2 separate regions of the Arachis hypogaea genome follow, and region 1 is linked to region 2. Evidence: chromatin contacts called from public Hi-C data. All regions are on one chromosome and are shown on one strand. The core of a region is the stretch at or near the end of the contact, and the rest is flanking DNA. Distances in the headings are between cores, read along the strand shown. Region 1 has its middle 21 kb from the start of LOC140178354. Region 2 holds the start of LOC112792636 (amino acid transporter AVT1I).

What was found. Hi-C and Micro-C count contacts between places; a contact is called where the count stands out from the background.
Region 1: a contact with region 2 is called in a Hi-C map of an unstated tissue, with 4 times the contacts expected there. The contact joins the enhancer-like site here to the promoter of LOC112792636 in region 2. A contact is called at or near these places in 6 of 8 Hi-C or Micro-C datasets (leaf and an unstated tissue).

What each region holds. Positions count from the first base shown.
Region 1 is chr1:6,618,264-6,623,564 of arahy.Tifrunner.gnm2.J5K5, forward strand. No RefSeq gene overlaps it. Among protein-coding and RNA genes, the nearest start is that of LOC140178354, 21 kb to the left of the region's middle. Within about 2 kb of position 1,503, at least 2 of the 3 cell types and tissues checked have open chromatin away from gene starts, as enhancers often do.
Region 2 is chr1:6,582,608-6,587,861 of arahy.Tifrunner.gnm2.J5K5, forward strand. LOC112792636 (amino acid transporter AVT1I) reads right to left here and starts at 3,732. Exons shown (of 4, transcript XM_025835956.3): 1 at 2,734-3,732. The coding sequence starts at 2,932.

The DNA.
Region 1 (5,301 bases), core at 253-2,752, 33 kb after region 2:
AATTAAATAATGATATGATAACAAAGAAGGGTAGCTTTCTTATTTATGAGACAATGGGCCCCGTTTAGTAATAACGCTAGCTAGATGTGGACAACAAATATTTAAATAAACTATGGACCCCAATATATATGGCTACATAGCAACAGCAACATATAAAACTCCAATATCTTAAACCATGCTGATTGAGGCTTTTATATTTATATGGCAGGTTTTTGTGTCAAACTAAAAAGTAAGGGTGATTTGCAAAGAAAAAAAAAAAATCTATTTTATATGGTTACACTAGCAGTGACTATGAATTTGCAATACAATACGTTCTTTCTATAATGATACTGTCAGTGGCTGCAAAATTGAGTTACAATTCAAATAACATAATTCTTTTATATTTATTTAAAAAATTATAAATTTAAATTTTTTTATTTTTGGTGAGATAATATATAAAAATATAAAGTTTTTAAAATTAAATAAAAAATAATTTTTTATTTAATAAATACAAAACCTAAAGAATTTTTCATATATGAACCTAATTAATTAATTTAGAATAATAGTTGTCATTTGAATCATAATATAATTGAAATTTTGATTTAATTTTTAAAATATTTTAATATTATAATTTTAAATGAATTAATCAATCTTATAAAATTTATATTAAATATGATGATTTATAATTTAATTAATTTTATTATGATTTCATATTTTTACATATTTAATTAACTTTTTCAATTTTAGGTAAGATTTGAATTTTTTCTAGTTTGACTAGGACGGATTCCGGGGGCGAGTACCTCCAAATTGTTAATAACAAATCTATATATTGTATCTCTCTTGTATGGTTTATAAATGATTGCGATAATGTGATAGTTATGTTTTAACAATTGCAACATGAAAAGGAGGGTTCAAACTTCTTTTCTTAAAAATATAGTAAAAATGTAAAATTCAAAATTAAAACAAAGCACAATCTTGATAAGATTAAAGATTTAAAGTGTCCAAAAACATTTATTTCTAGCCTCTCTTTTCTGTCCAGAGTCTAATGCCTTAATTTGGTGAGATTTATTCTTATTATACGAAAAAAATAAAGCCTGATTTAATCCTTTTTAAGTATGTAGGTAAATAATTAATATATAATTTGATCTTTAAAAAGTCAATAATTCAACAAGTTAATGTCTATAATATTCTTTTACTAATAAGCTAATTTCTAAAATATCTTTATTAATGCTAAATAAATCATTAAAAAATTAATAAATAGGTCGTCATTAAAATGCATTTAATAATACTCCGATCATTGATTTTGCAATTATTATGTGTCACAAGGCATCAGTCATACAGAACATTATTTAATTATTTTGATGTATATATATGTCAATTTCATGAAATAGCATTTTTCAGTGTTGTTTTTATAGGGACAGGAGCATTTGTCCCATTTGACCACGTGGCTCGGGGGCTATAATAGAGCTATAAAGAGCTAAAATCTAATTAAGAACCAACTTTATTATTCATTAAATGAAATTTATTATTTATTATTATAATTTGGTGAAGCTTATTCCTCTACACATGACCATCGTGCAATGCTAACTACTACCATTAATCTCTTGTTTTTTCTCTTTGTTCTTTTCCTTCTATAAAAAAAATAATAAATAATAAATAAAACAACTTGTGTATATATTTACTATTAGGTTTTAGTATACTATGTTGTTACAAGTAGGGTTTAGTTTTGACTTGGTCTTGCTTTATTTACTATGATTTTATTATATTATTATATGTAATTAGGTATTACAAACCAACATAATAACAAATATTTTTCGATATATTTTTTTTAATTTTAATTTACTCATTTAGTTAGATTTTTGTTGCAAACCAACTAGTACCTCCTCTTCTCTCCTATGTATATATCATCATTGTAACAAAATTCTATTTAGTTGACTTAATATATATAATTTTTGTCATCACTTTTCTTCTCTCTCTAATTTTTTTTCCTACTTTGTTCGGTTTTTGATACCTTTCTTGTAAAAAGATCCAAGGCTACACTTTTCGCAACCCAAGCTCAAAAGAGTCTAACCATATCGACTATTTAAAACTTTTTTTAACCACCACGAAAATTGGATAAAGACAATTTCAAAGCATAAAAGCCCCAAGTATTATTAGCGTGCATTAAATACAACATGTTGCAAAGTCACTTCAATAGAAGATCGGAAAATGGAGACGATTCAAAATAATTCGCATATTGGGAGCAAGATGAATATTTAGTAGATTGTTGTTCATAAAATCTGATAATAATTTCATAAGATATAAGATTTTATGACTTTAACCGAAGAAACGACATTGATAACAAAAAATCCACATATGAATTTTACATTTAATAAGTCTAAATACAATTTTGTGGACGAGAAGAAAACAAGTTATGGTGTCAAAAAATAGAACTGAAGTCAGAAAGATAATAAAGAGGGACAGAGCTAAAATATTTTTTGGAGAAGACCAATATGAAAAACATAATTCTAAAAGAGGAGAAAAAAATTAGGAAGCTAATATAAAAATTAGAGAACTTTATACAATAAAATATTTTTTTTTAAAGAGGACAATCATCTTTTATTATGTATTTATTTCCGTTCCTAAATTTTAAATTCTAAACTTAATCCTTAAATTCTAACACCAGAAAGCATGACCTAAATCATTTAGGTTCAAAATTTGAGATAAACATACAAATAACAAAGTTATGACAACTAAAGTATAATGTTGTTGAAAATAAATTTAGTGCTACTCAATGTATATCAAAATATTTTGTCCTAAATGAATCTTTTGTAAAAAAATATTTTACGGTAAAAATATTTTAGTGACAAAACAGGTTAGCTCGTCCCGCCTCACTCCGCCAAAATCCACCGTAAAATGAAAACCGAACTGGCTCACTTTGCCAAATTAATCTTATAAAAAATTTTTTGTTGTTCCCATTTCAACAACTGATCAAGTAGCTGGTTCTCTAACAAAGCCTCTGTGGGCACTTGCCCCTCCTTTTTTGTTATATTAGGACAAGCTCAGGATAGTAAAAAGAAGTACAGCTCTTAATTAGTTTGAGGGGAGGGAATGTTTGGATTGCAAATAAGCTGAAGCCTTAAACTTCCAAGCTCTAGAAAGTTCCAGAAGTCAGTAATGAGTATTCACTCTCTTTTCTACTTTTTCCACTAGTTCCTGAAATACTTTTCAGTTGGTACAAAATGAACTCTCCTTGCACAAATTGCAGAAATTATTTTTAATATGGAAGTGAAGATGGTGTTTTAGTTGAATATTGATATTTAAAGTGTATTATAATATTGTGGAAATAATTCAACATGTCTTTCACGTGTTGATCAATATGTTATCACGTGTCTAACACGCCTTCTACATATTGGTCAGGATGCTACTACGTGTTCAACATACCTCCCATGTGTTGCAACACGTTCTCTACGTGTTGACTTCTTACCTACAAAATCCACTCCTCTGTAATTACACCAAATAATTCTATTTTAAAAAAAATACCAATATTTTTTTATATAAAAAAAATCAGCCAACAAATTATATCATTCAAACATCAAAATATTTAATAACTAAAATAAATTAATAAAAAATATCTAAAATTTATTTTATTTAATTTTTATTAATTTTAACTAATTATTTTTGTCTTTCTAACATAACCGTTCAAAATATAGCTCTTGACTACTTTTCTTTTGGTTTGTGCCCCTAAGCATTATTCTTTATTTTAAAATAACGTAATCTAACGAAAAAAATATTCTTCTGATTATATCTCCTTCTTTCTTTAGTAGTTAATCAATTCTCCTTTCTTTCTTTTTACGTATTAGACTCTATGATTCTCCTTTAAAATAATAACACATCTAATCAGTAGTAACCAGAAGCAATATTGAGCATATGCACATTAATGAAGACAGGTAACAATGTTTAGGATTTAGTATACAATCTCTTTTATGATCGATTGATCGAAGCTGGAAAAATATGGATGGTGTCAGGGATGTGACCAAAGATAGTTACATTGGTGTAGTAATCAAACTACTAGTAGCTAGCAGCTTTATAATTTCCAATTATATAAAAGTGGATTCTTGTATGTTTATATTTTATAGTGATTATGAAATGTTATTAAAATTAATTTTTTATATTTTAATTTTTTTAGTAATATTTAAAAAATATATACTTTTACATAATAAAAAATATTATTTTAATTTTAATAATATTTTTCAACACAATATAATCACTATAATTATCATAATAGTCTGAATAGTAAAATGATTTTTATATTTATCAAAAGAATTTAGTTAACATATATTTTAAGAATATATGATAAAATTATTAATAATATAAAATTTTAAATTTTTTTTAAATATATAATAAATATATTAAAAATTTAAATTTTTTATTTTAATTAAAAATTTATAATTTATAATCTTAATAGGACTCTTTAGGATAAAAGAGTAAAATCCTTAAGAGCAACTCCAATGGGAGTGCCTTTCAAGGTTCCATTTTCTCTTTTTCTGACATAGCACAGGATCAACCGTTGGAGAGAAGGAGAATTGAGTTCCTGCTCAGTTTACGAGGAGAAAGAGTCCCTCCTCAGAGGGACTTGGGTATGCCAATGATAACTTGCCACATGGCAAGTTATCTTTAAAATAATAATTATATTAGTTATAATTAATTAATTATAATTTAATTTAATTATAATTTAATTATTTAATATAATTATTTAATTAATTATTATAAAAATAAATATTTATATAAAATTATAATTAATTAAGTAATTATATTATAATTAATTTATTAATAATTATAATAATTTATTATATTAAATAATTATATATTTATTTAATTATTTATATTAATCATTTAATAATTAGTTATAATAAATTATAGTTAATATAAATAATTATATTTAATTAATATCAAATATTATTTATATTTTTATATTAAATCATAATTAATTAAATTTATTGATTGAATACATATGACAATTTCACAATATTTGTTGTTAATTATAGAGTTTAATTATATTTTTTTATATTAAATAATTTTACAAATTAGTGTTAATTATATTTTTATATTAATTATTTATATCATAATTAATATTAAATATTATTTATATTTATATTATTATATTAAATTAGCCGTTAGAAACTAGTAGTTACTATTATTAGTAATAAATTAATATTAGTGTAACTCTGAATTATCTATTGTGTATTATTGTTATATATGAATTTATTTAATATTAATATTTTTTAATAGTGAATTATTTTTAAATTTAAATATTTAAATTACATTATTAAAAAATTAATT
Region 2 (5,254 bases), core at 2,482-4,981:
TAATACATTAAATTATGAACATGTTAATAAAAAAAGTTTAAATAAGGAAACAGTGTGTGTCAAAATAATAATCACAAGAGCACAAACATATTATGAATACTTACACCAATATCCTGACAGCTTAAAAAAATAACAATAAAACAAATATTCTGACATCGACCTGCCATATTTTTGTATTCAAGTGCAGAAACCAGATTCACATCTTGCCGTTGAATTCAGTAGAAAAATTATATTGTAATATCCTTAATAGTGTTTATAAAATATTTCATTTATAAAGGTATTGTATATATTAGTTTTATATATAAATCATAGAAGAGAGAAGAATATCTCATAACCTCAAAAACAAACTAGCTGGTGCCGTAATTTACTCACATCTAACAGACATAAGATCTTGGATCTCGTACTACTTTTAATATAGCTGCAAATAAAGAATAATTATTCTTAATCTGAAAGGCTTGTATATTTTTTAAATATGATTTCTTTATGTGAAACTCAATTATTCTTTCTAGAGCATGTTAGACTATATATCGAATATTATTTATATACAAAAATTAGATATTAAATTAATTATTAAATATTTATTTATAAATATATATATATATATATATATATATATATATATCTCGTTTAACTTATTTTAATATATATTTTATATTAATAATTAATTTTTTTGTATACATATAATATGATTAATTTATTTATTATATTTTAGTTTAAGTGAATTTTATAATATCTATTATTTGATGTTTAAATTAAATTTAATTTATTTTTTATAGTAAATTTTTAAATATTTAAAATTATTTATTTTATATTTTCAAATTAAATATTAATTTTTGTTTTTTTTAACAAACTAAACACCATTTTTAGATGGGTAATGTTAGGAAGATAAAAAAATAAAATATTATTTTGATCTTCAATGTTTGGATTGAATTTTAGTTTTGTCCCTAATATTTCAAATGTCTTATTTCAGTATTAAAAACTTTTAAAATATCTTATCTTAATTTCAAAAAAATTTAAACATGTTCAATATTGTCCTTCAATTAAATTTGACACAAACAATTCGCATATCAAATAGTTAATAGTATTCGATTACAGTGGATAAGTAAAATTGATCAATCATCCTTTAATTTTGAAATGTTGATGATTGATCGTTAATATTTGTAGTTTTGTAAAAAAAAAAATAAGAAGACAAAGTATTACAAAAAAATTTTAATTATATTTTTTTAATATATAAAAAAAATATAATTTAATTAGTAATATTATTAAGGTCTAAACCACTCATTTTATTAACTATTAGTGTTAAATTTAACTGTAGAATAATATTCAACTTATTTAAAAATTTTTAAGATAGAAATAAAATATTTAAAATATTATAGATTAAATTAAAATTTAGTCTAAACGTTAAAAATTAAAAATAATATTTTATTTTTAAAAAATAATCAATGCTTATCATATTTAATATATATTAATTCTAATAAATCACAAAAAAATATTATTTCTAAATTAATAAATATTAAATAAGATAAATTTTAATTATTTATATTAATTTTTTTAATTATAAAATATTTCCATTTTTAGACGCAATAACAATTACTTTTAATTTGTGTTCATTTGTTTTGTATAGAAACAAGGCCATCCATATATCTTGCCATCCCCACCAACCCTCTTAAACTCAATAATGACACAACCCTGTATAAAAAGTACAACAATAATTCAAAATATAGTACCATCCATCTTGAAGCAAAGATAGACAAGGCAGCTATGAAACTCGGATACTTTTTCGATTTATTGTATTTATATGTTAGATATATTTTGAATAATTTTTTGATTTATTGTGTTTATGTGTTAGATATATTTTAGATATAATATTCATTAATACTTATCTGATATGCATGTTTTATGTGTTTAATCGTATTTTAATTAAAAATAATTTTTTTATATTTTTAAACACATCTAAATATCATCACGTATTAATATCATAATCTTATTCTTAATATATATTTTTAAAATGAATTTATAAATACTATATAGTATTAATTATTAAAACAAAATATATTTTAAATATTTTATATAATTAAAAAACGTTAAAAATAATTAAAAAATTAAATTATATTTTATATATATATCATATTTCTGTGTTATATAATAATTAAATATTTTTGTGTTCCATATTCATATTATTAGTGTCCATACATCATAACCGGATAAAAATAACTTTTTGAAAGAATTTCTGACATATAATATATTAATTAAAACTAACGATTAAAATGAGTAAAATACTGATATTTTAAAAATATTTAAAAAATTTTCATTCTTTAACTTAGTACATATGTCGAAAATAAAAATATGAAACACTTTTTTAACTTTGATAATCACGTCAAAACTCAAGTGTGTATACACGGTCTCTCATCTCTCCTGATAAAGCTACAAAAATCTGAACAAAGGTTAATGAAATGGGAAGAGACAACTTCATCTTGTGCCAGCAATAGTGATTGATGAGAGATTCAATGAGATTTAGAAACACATACATGCATACAACTTTTCTTGATGGGAGACAATCCACAAATAAAAATAAAAAGATGACCAAAAAATTTTGTATCAACTTATATTAGTTTTCACCTTTTTGAAAAGGCCTAAAAATATGCCTTACTTTTTGTGTCATATCTTAACCACTAATTGCAATCTTGTTAATTAGTTTCTTTTAAATCACAGAGACAGAGAAAGAAGTGTAACCTGAAATTGCATTAATCCCATGGAAGCAGGTCTTGAAAAAGGAGGTGTTACCAACATGAACTGAGTCTAAATCATCAGCAGATTTAGGTAGCTGATCTCCATTGTAGAAGCTTCTCTGTTCTGCTTTTTCATCACCCAGAAGGGGTATGGTGATGGAGTTTTTTCCATCATCACCACCTTGCTCTCTTGCACTAGCCATAATGATGATAAACAAATGAAAAAGATTTAATTTGTGTGCTTGTGATCGATCACTACAATCACACACACTGTGTGTGTTTTTTATGAGAGAATGAAGGACCAAGCACCCTCAGATGAGTTCCTTTCTTTCCTCTATCAATTTTATTTTTATATGCAACACAATAGGCTGCCCGCTACTAGATGGTGAAATAAACGAGTTATTAGGGAACTCAATTATATTAAATTAAATTACTCTTTTATTTATTTCTTTTTCTTTTCATTGTCCTAGATCTACTCTGGACCCATCGCGTTTGGCCTTCGTATATGGTACCTGAACCACTCCTAATATAAAAGAGATTCTGTATCAATAATAAGGTTTTTTTTTTAATTATGTTACGACTACGCTAAAATTAATTTTAGAATATAAATATATATTAAAAATAAATTTAATTATATATAAATATATTAATAATTAATTTTAATATATAAATAATTTTTTATTTTTATTTTTAAAAAAATATTAATTAATTTTTTTTAAAAAGAATCAGTCTCAAGAAATTAAAGTAAAAGTGGGAATAAAAAACCGTATGGATCTGAAATGGTAAATAAGAAAGTCAGAGGGAAAATTAATAATAATAACAATAATAAATATATTATTATTATTATTATTATTATTATTATTATTATTATTATTATTTGGGTGGCAATAAAAGAAAGCAAGAATGGTTAGCCAAAATTAACGGAAATTAAAGAAATTAAAACAAGTGGCGGGGTTCACATGGTTTGGACCAAATCTGCAAAAGTCTACATTGTAAGATAAGCTCCAAATGCACTGTAAGAGGAAGGATATTGAAATAGGAAAGATATATGAAAATTAAGGATGCAATTAAGTAGGATAGAGGAAAATAAGTTGGGAACAATTTTATAGAAGGAAATACTAAAGAGAAAAATGATTTCAATATTAAATTTATCCAAGTTTATTATATTACTATCATTTTTATTTATAGTAATTTTTATTACTAATTAATAATAGATATGTAATTTTATTACTGATAATTTTGTATTTAAAGTTATGAAAAAAATTATAAATTTTAATTATAATTAATAAAATAAAAATTTAATTTCAAAATAATATTTTTTATTTTATTCCTATTTTATTACCTAAAATAAAGATAGCCATTAGGATTCTATTTTTTGAAAAATATTAGACTTTTTATGTGTTTAAAATAAGAATAAATAACTATTATTTCTTATCATGAAAGGTTTATGCGTTGATAAAATTGATCACGAAAGAATTAAATAGCGCTATATTTATAAAAGATGAATTATACTCGACAAAAACATTCAATCGTTAAATTTTTGTTGGCTCAATTTAAAAAACACATTAAATTAAAAAATTAATCCTACCATCATTTTCAAACCCCAATTATGCCTCACTCTTATCCCACTTGCAATGGCAGGTTGAAGAAACGAGCTTGAATCTCATAGTTAAATTGAAATTTAATTCAACGTGAATTTGAAACAAAAAAACAAAAAAACATTTCAGATTTTTACTTAGAGTATGAAATTCCATCAATTTGTTTCATAGTTTACAAAGGATTCATAAACACATTCATTTCATATGTGAAGCGCATGTAACAAGATGGATACAATGCAACAACAGATCATACATAAATTAGATGCACACTTGGTAACAAATCATCACTGGACTCTAATCATCTAAATCTAGAATTAAAACTAGAGGTATTGCATAATAAATTAAAGAAACAGAGAACATACATTCTGATCCTTTATTTGGAGATCCAAACAAAATAGTATTGTCGAGTAGTAGGGAAAAATGTGATTGTTATTAGAGAAAGTATAGAAAAATAATGATAATTGTGAACCATGTGAATAATAGATTAAAAAAAGTAAAATTAAAATTAAAATTTAAAAAATTAGGATTAGCAATAAACGTTTTTACATTATATACGATTATATTTTTAATCTCACCATAATTTTTAATGCACGCTTTTGCCGTCATCGTTCTCTTGTTCTCACCTCGCACCGCTGTAATCTCCGTCGACCGTATCGACGCCGCCACAATCTCCGGCCAACACGCCGAAACATTTTCCCTAACCCATCACCCCTGTTAGTGTGAACTCTCTCCTTATATGTGTATAGAATTAGTGCCTATCATCCTCTTCCGGTCGTGGCAGCCACGATGGCGATGGGCATTTTTTATAGAGGGACGTGGCTCCATCCGACCTCCCACTCCCAACTTCTATCACCCTTTTGTCTTGCAATTTGTGCTTCTTCAGTGCTGTGCGGCAGCGATCTAGATCCAAAATTGAAGGTAATTGTT